Linked DNA regions of Sus scrofa: regions 2 and 3 are each linked to region 1. Evidence: chromatin contacts called from public HiChIP or PLAC-seq data. All regions are on one chromosome and are shown on one strand. Each heading gives the region's core, a stretch centred on a gene start, on an enhancer-like site or on the middle of the called end of the contact. The rest is flanking DNA. Distances are from core to core; before and after follow the strand shown.

Region 1 (3,001 bases), core at 230-2,729:
GGCTAGCTTTCTCTAGACATTATCTCCTCTGGAGGCCCTTATCTCCATGTTGTACAAACATCTACTGTTACACTCTACACTGCAATTATTTCTTTGTTTTCTACTCCTAACCGGATTGTATGTCCTAAAAGCCAGACATTTTAACAAGGTCTGAAGAAGTACAAAAAAGGAACTGATGAGATTGGGAGGTCTCCTCCACACAAAAATGAAGTAAGATTTTAAGAGGGGCAGATGAAGGAGCAGGAAGCAGGCAGAGACAGGAAAAAAGGAGGAAGGGACAAGGGAAGTGCTGGAAGTGATGAATACCCTCCCTCAAGTTCTAGGTCTTACACCACCACAGCCTTCCTGCTCCTCTGCACTTCCTTTACCTCTTTGCTTGAAGCTGCTTCAATCACCATTCTTGTCTGCTTTTACTTTGCTATAAATCATCATACATTACCTTTGAAATCTTTCTTCTTCTACTCCCACCCAACCCCACCAGCTGGTTCAACCCCCCGAACTCAGGCTCTAGTAAAGAGTTGCATTTGCAGTAATGACAAAAAGGTAAATCACTTTTAGGTAATGACAGAACGGTAATGATCCCCATTTAGTAATACTAAATTTGTCTACAATTTAATAAATTTTCCTATTAGGTTAAAAGATATTTGGACATAAAATAAATATATTCTATCAATATAAATTATACATGTTCTATTCTCAAACTGAGAAAGTTTTGTTTCTAAACTTAAATAGAAAATTTATCATACAGCACTGTAAATCAACTATACATAAATAAAAAAATAATTTTTTAAAAGAAAAAAATTACTGTAACAGGCTTCAGAAGAATCTAAAACGAGAAGATTTTGGCTTTTTTTTTTTTTGCCACATCCATGATGTGTGGAAGTTCCCAGGGGCAGGGATCAAAGCCACACCCAAGCAGTGACCCAAGCTGCTGCAGTGACAATGCTACATCCTTAATCCACTGCACCACAAGAGAACTCCAACTCCGGCTTTTTTCATAGCTGTAATTTTTTTTTTTTTTTTTTTTTTTGGTCTTTTGTCTTTATAGGGCTGCACCCATGGCATATGGAGGTTCCCAGGCTAGGGGTCTAATTAGAGCTATTGCTGCCAGCCTACACCAGAGCCACAGCAATGTCAGATCCCAACCGTGTCTGCGACCTACACACAGCTCACAGCAACGCCGGATCCTTAACCCACTGAGCGAGGCCAGGGATCGAACCCACAACCTCATGGTTCCTAGTCAGATTTGTTCCCACTGCGCCACGATGGGAACGTCCATAGCTATAAATTTGAGATGGAAAAAGACCCTGAAGAATCACTTCTCATCAGGGCAAACGTGTGCTGCTTTCAAAATGAATAAAATAAATTCAGAACACTGTTCTTCTATTTTAAAATTTCACTGTTCCACACTTTGTTTTAAATGTGAACATAGTTATTTCACTACACTCTCATTCAAATTTTTTTTTTTTTTACATTATCTCATATTCTCAATGTTAAGTACAACTCCAATTATGGCCATCAAAACCTTTAATGAGAGAATACTTTACAGTTGTGAAAATTCCTCCTTGATTAATTTTATAATAAAAAGACATGGTATCTTACTTGTGTTTTGGAAAGGAAAGGTCTTTTGTAGAGGAAAAGCTTTTTTAATGTGTAATCGTCACAGGTTTTTATTTTTTGCTTTTTGCAAACATGTATTACATTAAAAATGCGTGATTTTTAGAATGGATATGAGTAATGTTTAGAATAATATCTCGCACATTTCTCACATCTAAAAATATTAACTGTTCCACACTTTCTTTTTAACTTTTAAAATGTAGGTATAATTTCATATAATAAAATTCTAAAATCTTAAATATTTAGTTTCATCAGTTTGACAGTTTTAAAAGTATAATCTGCTTTAAATTCTTTTTGGAAGCAAGAGCGTATAAATAAATACTTAGTTGATCATTTGTGACTTGATTTGTGACTGTCTGGCAGGGGAAATTGAAAGAGGGTAGGACCAGAAATAAGACAAGATACTATAACCACCACATAGATAAAAGTGACAGGGTTAGTAAAAAGACAGCAGAGAGAATAAAGAAGGGACAAAATAAAACTGATACTATCATCAAGGCTAGAAATAACCAATTCGAAAAAAAAAAACAGAGGAGTTCCTGTCATGGCTTAGCAGAAAACAATCTGACTAGTATCCATGAGGATGCAGTTGGATCTCTGGCCTTGCTCAGTAGGTTAAGGATCTGGCATTGCCATGAGCTGTGGTATAGGTCACAGATGAGGCCAGGGACCAAACTTGCAACCTCATGGTTCCTAGTCAGATTCGTTTCCACTGCACCATGATGGGAACTCCTAAAATATCAGTTTTAAATTAGTTAAGTAACTGAGAAAGAAAAATAAAGTGCTCTTAAATTCACCAAATTTCCTTAATTGATACCTGCAAGGAATAGTTTCAGCTCAAATGGAACCAAGCTAGAAAATAGTAACATTAAACCAAACTATAGTCTTTTCTGAAAAAAATGGTAATTTAGAATAAGAAAAAACATAATCCTTGAGGAAATACTATCTACATTCAACTACCCCTTTCTCACACATACTTCCTTCTAATTTCTTTGGGCTTTAAAAAATGAGTCTACTTTAAACACAGAGAAACCACTCACATGAGCTTTTAAATGAAAACAAAATCTGACCTACATTCCAATATATAATTAATGTCAAATTATTAGGAGGAGTAGGTGAGGGCGGGGGGAATTAAAATCAGGAACCTAAAATTTAGCCAAGTAGTGTAACTTTTATTTTACAAAATTTATTTCAATCAATTTAGGGGAAAATATTTTGTTTAAAAAGATACAATTTCATTCTGTAAAATTAAAACTATGCCAAACATAAACATTTTCAAATTTATTCTTTGGTAAAAGTGGTAATTAAAAAATTAAAAGTGCTATAAAATTTTAATTTAATTTTATGAGAACGAGGAAAGGATGTTAGAAAATTGTTAATCGAA
Region 2 (3,001 bases), core at 356-2,855, 120 kb before region 1:
ACTTCCACACACCTATCTGAGGCCTAAAGAAAAAGACCTAAATAAATGGAGAGTTAGACTATGCTCATGGCTGGGAAGACTCAGTGTCATAAAGAGGTCAATTCTTCCCCCTAATCTACACATTCATGCTTTGTTCTGGGCTTTGACAGGCTGAGCATAAACTTCAAGCAAATAATAAAGGGTCAAGAACAGCTGACAATTTTTTTGATGGAAAACCATAAGAAGAAAAAGAGTATAGAAAGATTACCTTTTCAGATATCAATACTTACTATAAAGCTATAGAAAGTAAAACAATGTGGCATTGACAAAGGCAAAAAAAAAAAAAAAAAAAAAAAAAAAAAGAGACCAATTAACCAGGAAAAGAAGTACAGAAAAGAAGCTTGGCAAGTGTGGACATTTAGAAGATAACGGAAATGTCATCGCAACTCTGTGTAGACAAGATTGCTATTCAATAAATGATGCAGAAACAGAATGTTATCATAGGGAAAAGGTTAGACCTTCATCTTGTACCATATGCATGCTCAATTCCAGATGAATTAAAGACTCAAATGTGAAAACTAACCCTTGAAAATTTATAGGAGATAATGTGGAATAATGTCTTTGTGACCACAGGGTAGAATGAATTCCCATACAAGACTCGAAAATCACAGGTCATAAAGGAAATACAGTCAAATTTGAATATTTTCTAATTTAAAACCTCTTCGAAACAAAAGATTCTGAAAGACAAGCCAGTGCTTCAGAGAAGATACAACACGTCTAACCATAATGCAATAGTCAAACTATATGAAAAACTTCTACAAAATGGGAGGAAAAGTCAAATAACCATTAGCTAACTGGGAATGATATAAAGAGTATGTTCAAAAAATGCATGAATATGAGTACAAAAAGATGTTCAAACTGATCAGTAATCAAGGCAATGCAAATTAAAACAAGGGTATATCTTTTCAGACCCATCAGATTGGCAAGATTTCTGATACCACGTGTTGGTCTGGATGAGGAAATTCTTGTACAGCGTTGGCAAGTGGAAACTGATACAAACAAATGATTTGAGAAATAACTGGGCACTGTCTGATAAAACGGAAGTTACACATGCCCTAAAATCCAGCAATTCTAATTTTCAGTGTATAACCTAGAGAAAATTTTGCACAGTACTTAGGAGATGTGTAAATGGGTTTTCATCACATCAGTGCTTGCAATAATGAAATATTGAAAATAACTTAAATGTTCATCAATTGGAAAATAGATCATTGTGATATGATCCATAGGAACCATATGAAATTGCTGCGATTCAACCATTTCGATATGGTTCAACTTAATAAATTTATAAAACTCCGTATTATATAGGAGCCAGGTGAGCTAGATCGAGATGATTCGCCATGGGTAAATCTCAAAAACAAAATATTAAGTGAAAAGGCCATGCTATAGGATGTATGATATAACTGCAAGCACATTCAAGTAAACATCAACTTCCTTAAGATAGAATATCTATTCGCAACAATAACTAGAAAGTTTTCTAAAAAATTGAGGTCTTTCTGAAGATAACAAAAGAATTTGTTGACAATCATATGATTTTCTGCTCATACTGAAAGTAGCAGTTCCCCAAAAGGGAAACCACAGTGCTTTACATAAGAAAATAGACCCCGGGCAGCCCAAAATTTAAAATATCCACTGTACCATTATAGTTCCTTTGATTTCAGTTTATTTCTGATTTTCTTGGTGATCCATTACTGGCTGTTAATCCAAAGAGAAGACAGTAAATAATTTTATGCAGAAGGCAAAAGAAAAAAAAATCTCCAGAGCTAGAAAAAGAGAGATGGTATCAACTGAAAAATTTTATTTCAACATTCTCCACTCCTTTCTCGGAAGTCCTATGTACTTCCTAGAATACTAAATTGTTTTAAGTGAAAATTAAGATTGACAAACTTACTCTGTTGTTCCTCTTCTTTTCTTTGTTCATGTGGTTAGTGACCCATGCATGAAATTTTAAAAAGTTGTGCTCTAGTCCTTAGTGACGTTAAGGGAAAATACAATAGTGCCACCAATGTGAACGAATTTTATTTGTTTGCAAATCTAAAATCCATTACTTGTTCCCCATTATATATAACCCCCAAATCTAAACTGCTCAGCATAGAGTTCAAGGCCTTCTTGCTATGATTTCAATAGAGGGGGTGATATCTCCTCTGGCATCAGTTAAAATAGGTTCAGCTACAATGTGCAGATGGTTTGTAAGAAGACAGAAGCTGGCAACTCTCCAGTTGTCAGACACCCAGTCTCCTTCTAATCTGTTGCTCTGCCGTCCTCCAAATGGGACGTCCATCTTGTGGTCCAAGAGGCTGCCCTAGATCCTGCCATCACATCCACATGCCGGCCAATGAGAAGGAGGAAAAGTGGAAGAGAAGATATATCCTCCACCTCTAAGGACACGTTCCCGAAGTTGCACACACCATCTTATGCTTACATCTCATTGTCCAGAGCTTAGCCATATGCTGCATCTAGCTTCAACGCCAGCTGGTAAATGTAGCTTCTATTCTAGGTGCTTCACACCCATCTAAATGTGGGGGTGTCTATTACTGAGAAGAAAAGAACTGATGTTGTGGCAACAACCAGTAGCTTCTGCCACACTGCCTTCCTCCCCCTCTTCTCCTCCAAATGGGGGAATACTAACTTGACTCCCAAACATTGACTGGGTTGTGTTTAATCTTGGGCAGAACCCCTGCAGAGTAAAAGGTGTGAATGCATGGATGTAGCCCTTTCTTGGCTGTTGTGCTCCATTTCACCCTTCCATGCAGCTGAATCGGTAAACTGATAAAGGCTCGGTCTAAGGAATGGCCAAGTGTCTTTGTCTCTGACCCCTCTCTCTTCACTTACAAGTGTGTGAACACTTTCATTGCTCCTATGGCAGCTGGTGGCTGGTGGCTCGCCTTGGGCATAGGAGGTGTGAATTGCAGACTTCATTTCACTTGACTAGAAAGTTAAGCCTTAAGGATTAGAGGCTTGAGAT
Region 3 (3,001 bases), core at 249-2,748, 98 kb before region 1:
TTTTTCTTTTTTTTATGTGTGTGCCCATCATAGCGTTTTGGTTTGTGGTTCCCTTTAGATTGGGATGTAACCATCTATATGTGTACAGAATTGTTTTGGGTTGCAGTTCTCTTAATTTCAAATTCATTTTCAGGGTCTGCATTTGTCTTTGCTTCTCATGCTTGCTAGTTTTGATACCATATTTGTCAATGGGTGATTTTCTGCATTTATATTATTTTGGTCAATACCAGTGAGTTTTCTCATTTGAAATTTTCTTGTTTTTAATTGTGGCTTTTTATTTTCTGCCTAGAGAAGTTCCTTTAGTAGTTGTAGAGCTGGTTTGGAAGTGCTGAATTCTCTTAGCTTTTTCTTGTCTGAAAAGCTTTTGCTCTCTCCATTGAATCTGAATGAGAGCCTTGCTGGGTGTAGTATTGGTGGTTACATTTAATGTTGTCCCAGATGTCTCTTAGACGCTCTTCAGTTCTTTTCATTTTCTTTTTTTTCCCCCTCTGGCATTGATTTCCGTCATTCTGTCTTCCACCTCACTTATTCATTCTTCTGCCTCCATTATCCCGCTGTTGATTGCTTCTGGTGTGTTTTTCATCTCAGATGTTGTGTCATCCATCTTAGTTTGCTTGTTCTTTAAATCTTTTAAGCTCTTTGTTAAACATTTCTTGTAACTTCTCTATCTGTGCCTCTATTTTTTCCCCGAGATCTTGGATCATCTTTACTATCATCACCCTGAACTCTTTTTTAATTAGATTACCTATCTCCTCTTTATTTACTTGTTTTTTTGTGTGTTTTTGTCTTGTTTCTTTGTCTGAAAGCTATTTCTTTGTTTTGTAAGGTCTGACTGTCTGCATTTATTGTCCCCTTGACAGCAGGTATGTAGACGCAGCAGCTGGTGCCTAGTCTTGGAGGTCTCGGGGTGGTAGTGGCTCACGTGTTCTCAGAGCCCATGATAGGAGCAGTGGTATTATGCTACCTCCTCTGGAGCCAGGTGGCTGCTAGGAATGGGGCCTATGAGAGAGTTGGTGATGGTTCACAGGATTGCTTTTGTGGTCAGGGGGCAGCACTGGCTCCTGAGACCTGTCTAGCTGTTAGGTAGCTCTCAGGACGATGTCCTGTAGTTGGCACCTGAGCAGCCCCTCCTCTAGATCGTCCCTTTGTCAAGGAGCCCCTTGGGACTGCTCCCTATAGTGGGGGCAGGGGCCTTTCTTTAATCTCTCCCTTTGTTTGGCTGGTCTAGGGAGTCTTCTCTGTAGCCCTAAGGATGGGGGCTGCTCCCTAAATGTTGCTCAAAAGCTCTCTCTGTAGCTGTAGGACCTGCAGTGTTCTGGCAGTCCCTTCCCTTACTGGGCAGATAACAGAGTGCTTCCTGTAGCCACAGCAAAGTAAAATGTGCACCAGCAGGGCCCTCTCAGCCCTTTTGAGTAGCTGTGCAACTTAACCCTGCTTCTGCAGTGCCCTGCTTGATTGTTGGCAGAGGTCATGGAGCTTGTGCTATTCTCGAGATCACTCCGCCTGCTCACTGTGCCTTTGAGACTCCCAGAACTGTTTGTGGTGTTTCTGAAATAACTTTGCCAGTTCAGTGGGCTTTTTGCAGCTCTCTGCCCACCCAGCAGGCCCCTCGCGACTCTCGGAATTACTTGTGCTGTTTCCAAAATAACTTTCTCTGCTCCCTAGGCAAATTGTGACTCTATGCCCACCCGGAAGGCCCCTGGCGACTCTGGAACCATCCACACCGTTTCCGAATTCACTTTGTTGGCCCCCTAGGCAGATCACAGCTCTTTGACTGCCCAGAAGGACCCAGACCCTTGCAATTGCCCAGGGTTTGTGCTGTTTCCGAAATAACTTTCGCCACCCCCTATGCAGATCATGGCTCTTTGCCGACATACCAGGCCATGCATGACTCCCTGAGCCTTCTGCACTGTTTGCAGCAATTGCTTCAGTGTTCCCCTGCCTGGCTGCTGTCGTGGGGCCTGTGTTATTCCCGAGTTCCCTCTGCCTGCTCCAAGGGTTCCCTATTCTTGCTCCACTTTCTCTGTAGCCTGAAGGGCTGTGGGCTTCTCCCCAACTATTGCTAAGTAGCTGCTGCTCAAGGATACATCCTGGAGCTGGAGTAGTTGGCGTGTTGCAGCCTGAGAGCACTTGCAGAGGGTAAGATTCCAGTGGTAGATCCTGCTCCTTCCTGCCAGGCCTCCCCCAGCAGTGGTGCACATCTTCCAAGTCCAACCGTCTTTCCTCAGCTTACAGCCACAGATGTGGACTTTCCAGACTCTAGTCCTTCCAGGCTGTCTCCATGCTATTAATCCTAGTTTTTCCCCGTGTAGCCAGACCCAGCTCTCTCTCTGAGTCTGATCTCCAAAGCTGGAGTTTCAGTTCCTGGCTGCTGGCTGCACCAGCCTGTGGTTGGGAAATGCAGGCCAGTGACGGTGACAGGAATGCTTCCACTTTAACTGCTTTACATCAGTTGTTGTGTTCTTCTCCGGTCCTCCAGAGTTCCCCCTCTGTCCTGGCTGGTTTCCTCGCTGGTGGGGTACTTTCCAGGGGGTGAGGGTTTTTCCTTTTTCCAGCTGCTTCCTAGGGGTACGAGTCCAGGCCTGCTTTATTTCTCTTTTTCTTTCCTTTTTTCTTCGGTCCTGCTCAGTTTTGTGAAGTTTTCTTGTTCTGTCAGAATCCTGGGGTCTTTTGTCGGCATTCAGAAAATTTTCTCTGTGAATTGTTCCACATATAGATGGAATTTCAGTGTATTTGTGGGAGTAGGCGAACCTCATGTCCTCCTCTTCCGCTGTTGTCATTTTCTTTCATTTTTAAAGTTTTCTTTTAGGGAATCTGCATGCTGTTCTCCATAGTGGCTGCACCAGTTGCATTCCCACAAGCAGTGTAGAAGGGTTCTTCCCCTTTATACCCTCGCCAGGATTTGTTGTTTGTAGACTTTTTGATGGTGGCCATTCTGATAGGCGTGAGGTGCTACCTCATTGTGCTTGTAACTTGCATTTCTCTCCTAATTAATGATGTT

The links. HiChIP or PLAC-seq counts read pairs in DNA pulled down with a chosen protein or histone mark.
Region 2: a contact with region 1 is called in an H3K27ac HiChIP or PLAC-seq map of alveolar macrophages. The contact joins the enhancer-like site here to the promoter of LPAR6 in region 1. A contact is called at or near these places in 3 of 5 promoter capture datasets (fetal skeletal muscle and liver), 5 of 47 Hi-C or Micro-C datasets (embryonic fibroblasts, fetal skeletal muscle, heart right ventricle and 2 more) and 2 of 2 datasets of contacts at active chromatin or transcription factors (alveolar macrophages and skeletal muscle).
Region 3: an H3K27ac HiChIP or PLAC-seq map of alveolar macrophages shows a contact between it and region 1. The contact joins the enhancer-like site here to the promoter of LPAR6 in region 1. A contact is called at or near these places in 3 of 5 promoter capture datasets (fetal skeletal muscle and liver), 7 of 47 Hi-C or Micro-C datasets (embryonic fibroblasts, fibroblasts, heart right ventricle and 2 more) and 2 of 2 datasets of contacts at active chromatin or transcription factors (alveolar macrophages and skeletal muscle).

The regions. Positions count from the first base shown.
Region 1 is chr11:19,214,826-19,217,826 of Sscrofa11.1, forward strand. It overlaps LPAR6 (lysophosphatidic acid receptor 6), which reads left to right and starts at 1,480. Exons shown (of 1, transcript XM_003482887.4): 1 at 1,480-3,001. The region is part of intron 17 of RB1 (RB transcriptional corepressor 1); the gene reads right to left.
Region 2 is chr11:19,093,301-19,096,301 of Sscrofa11.1, forward strand. All of the region lies in intron 1 of RCBTB2 (RCC1 and BTB domain-containing protein 2), which reads left to right. Among named protein-coding and RNA genes, the nearest start is that of RCBTB2, 13 kb to the left of the region's middle. Within about 2 kb of position 1,606, at least 1 of the 83 cell types and tissues checked has an H3K27ac peak or open chromatin away from gene starts, as enhancers often do. A contact at or near this core is called in alveolar macrophages, where this site is marked.
Region 3 is chr11:19,116,988-19,119,988 of Sscrofa11.1, forward strand. All of the region lies in intron 3 of RCBTB2 (RCC1 and BTB domain-containing protein 2), which reads left to right. Among named protein-coding and RNA genes, the nearest start is that of RCBTB2, 37 kb to the left of the region's middle. Within about 2 kb of position 1,499, at least 39 of the 83 cell types and tissues checked have an H3K27ac peak or open chromatin away from gene starts, as enhancers often do. A contact at or near this core is called in alveolar macrophages, fetal skeletal muscle, liver and 2 more, where this site is marked.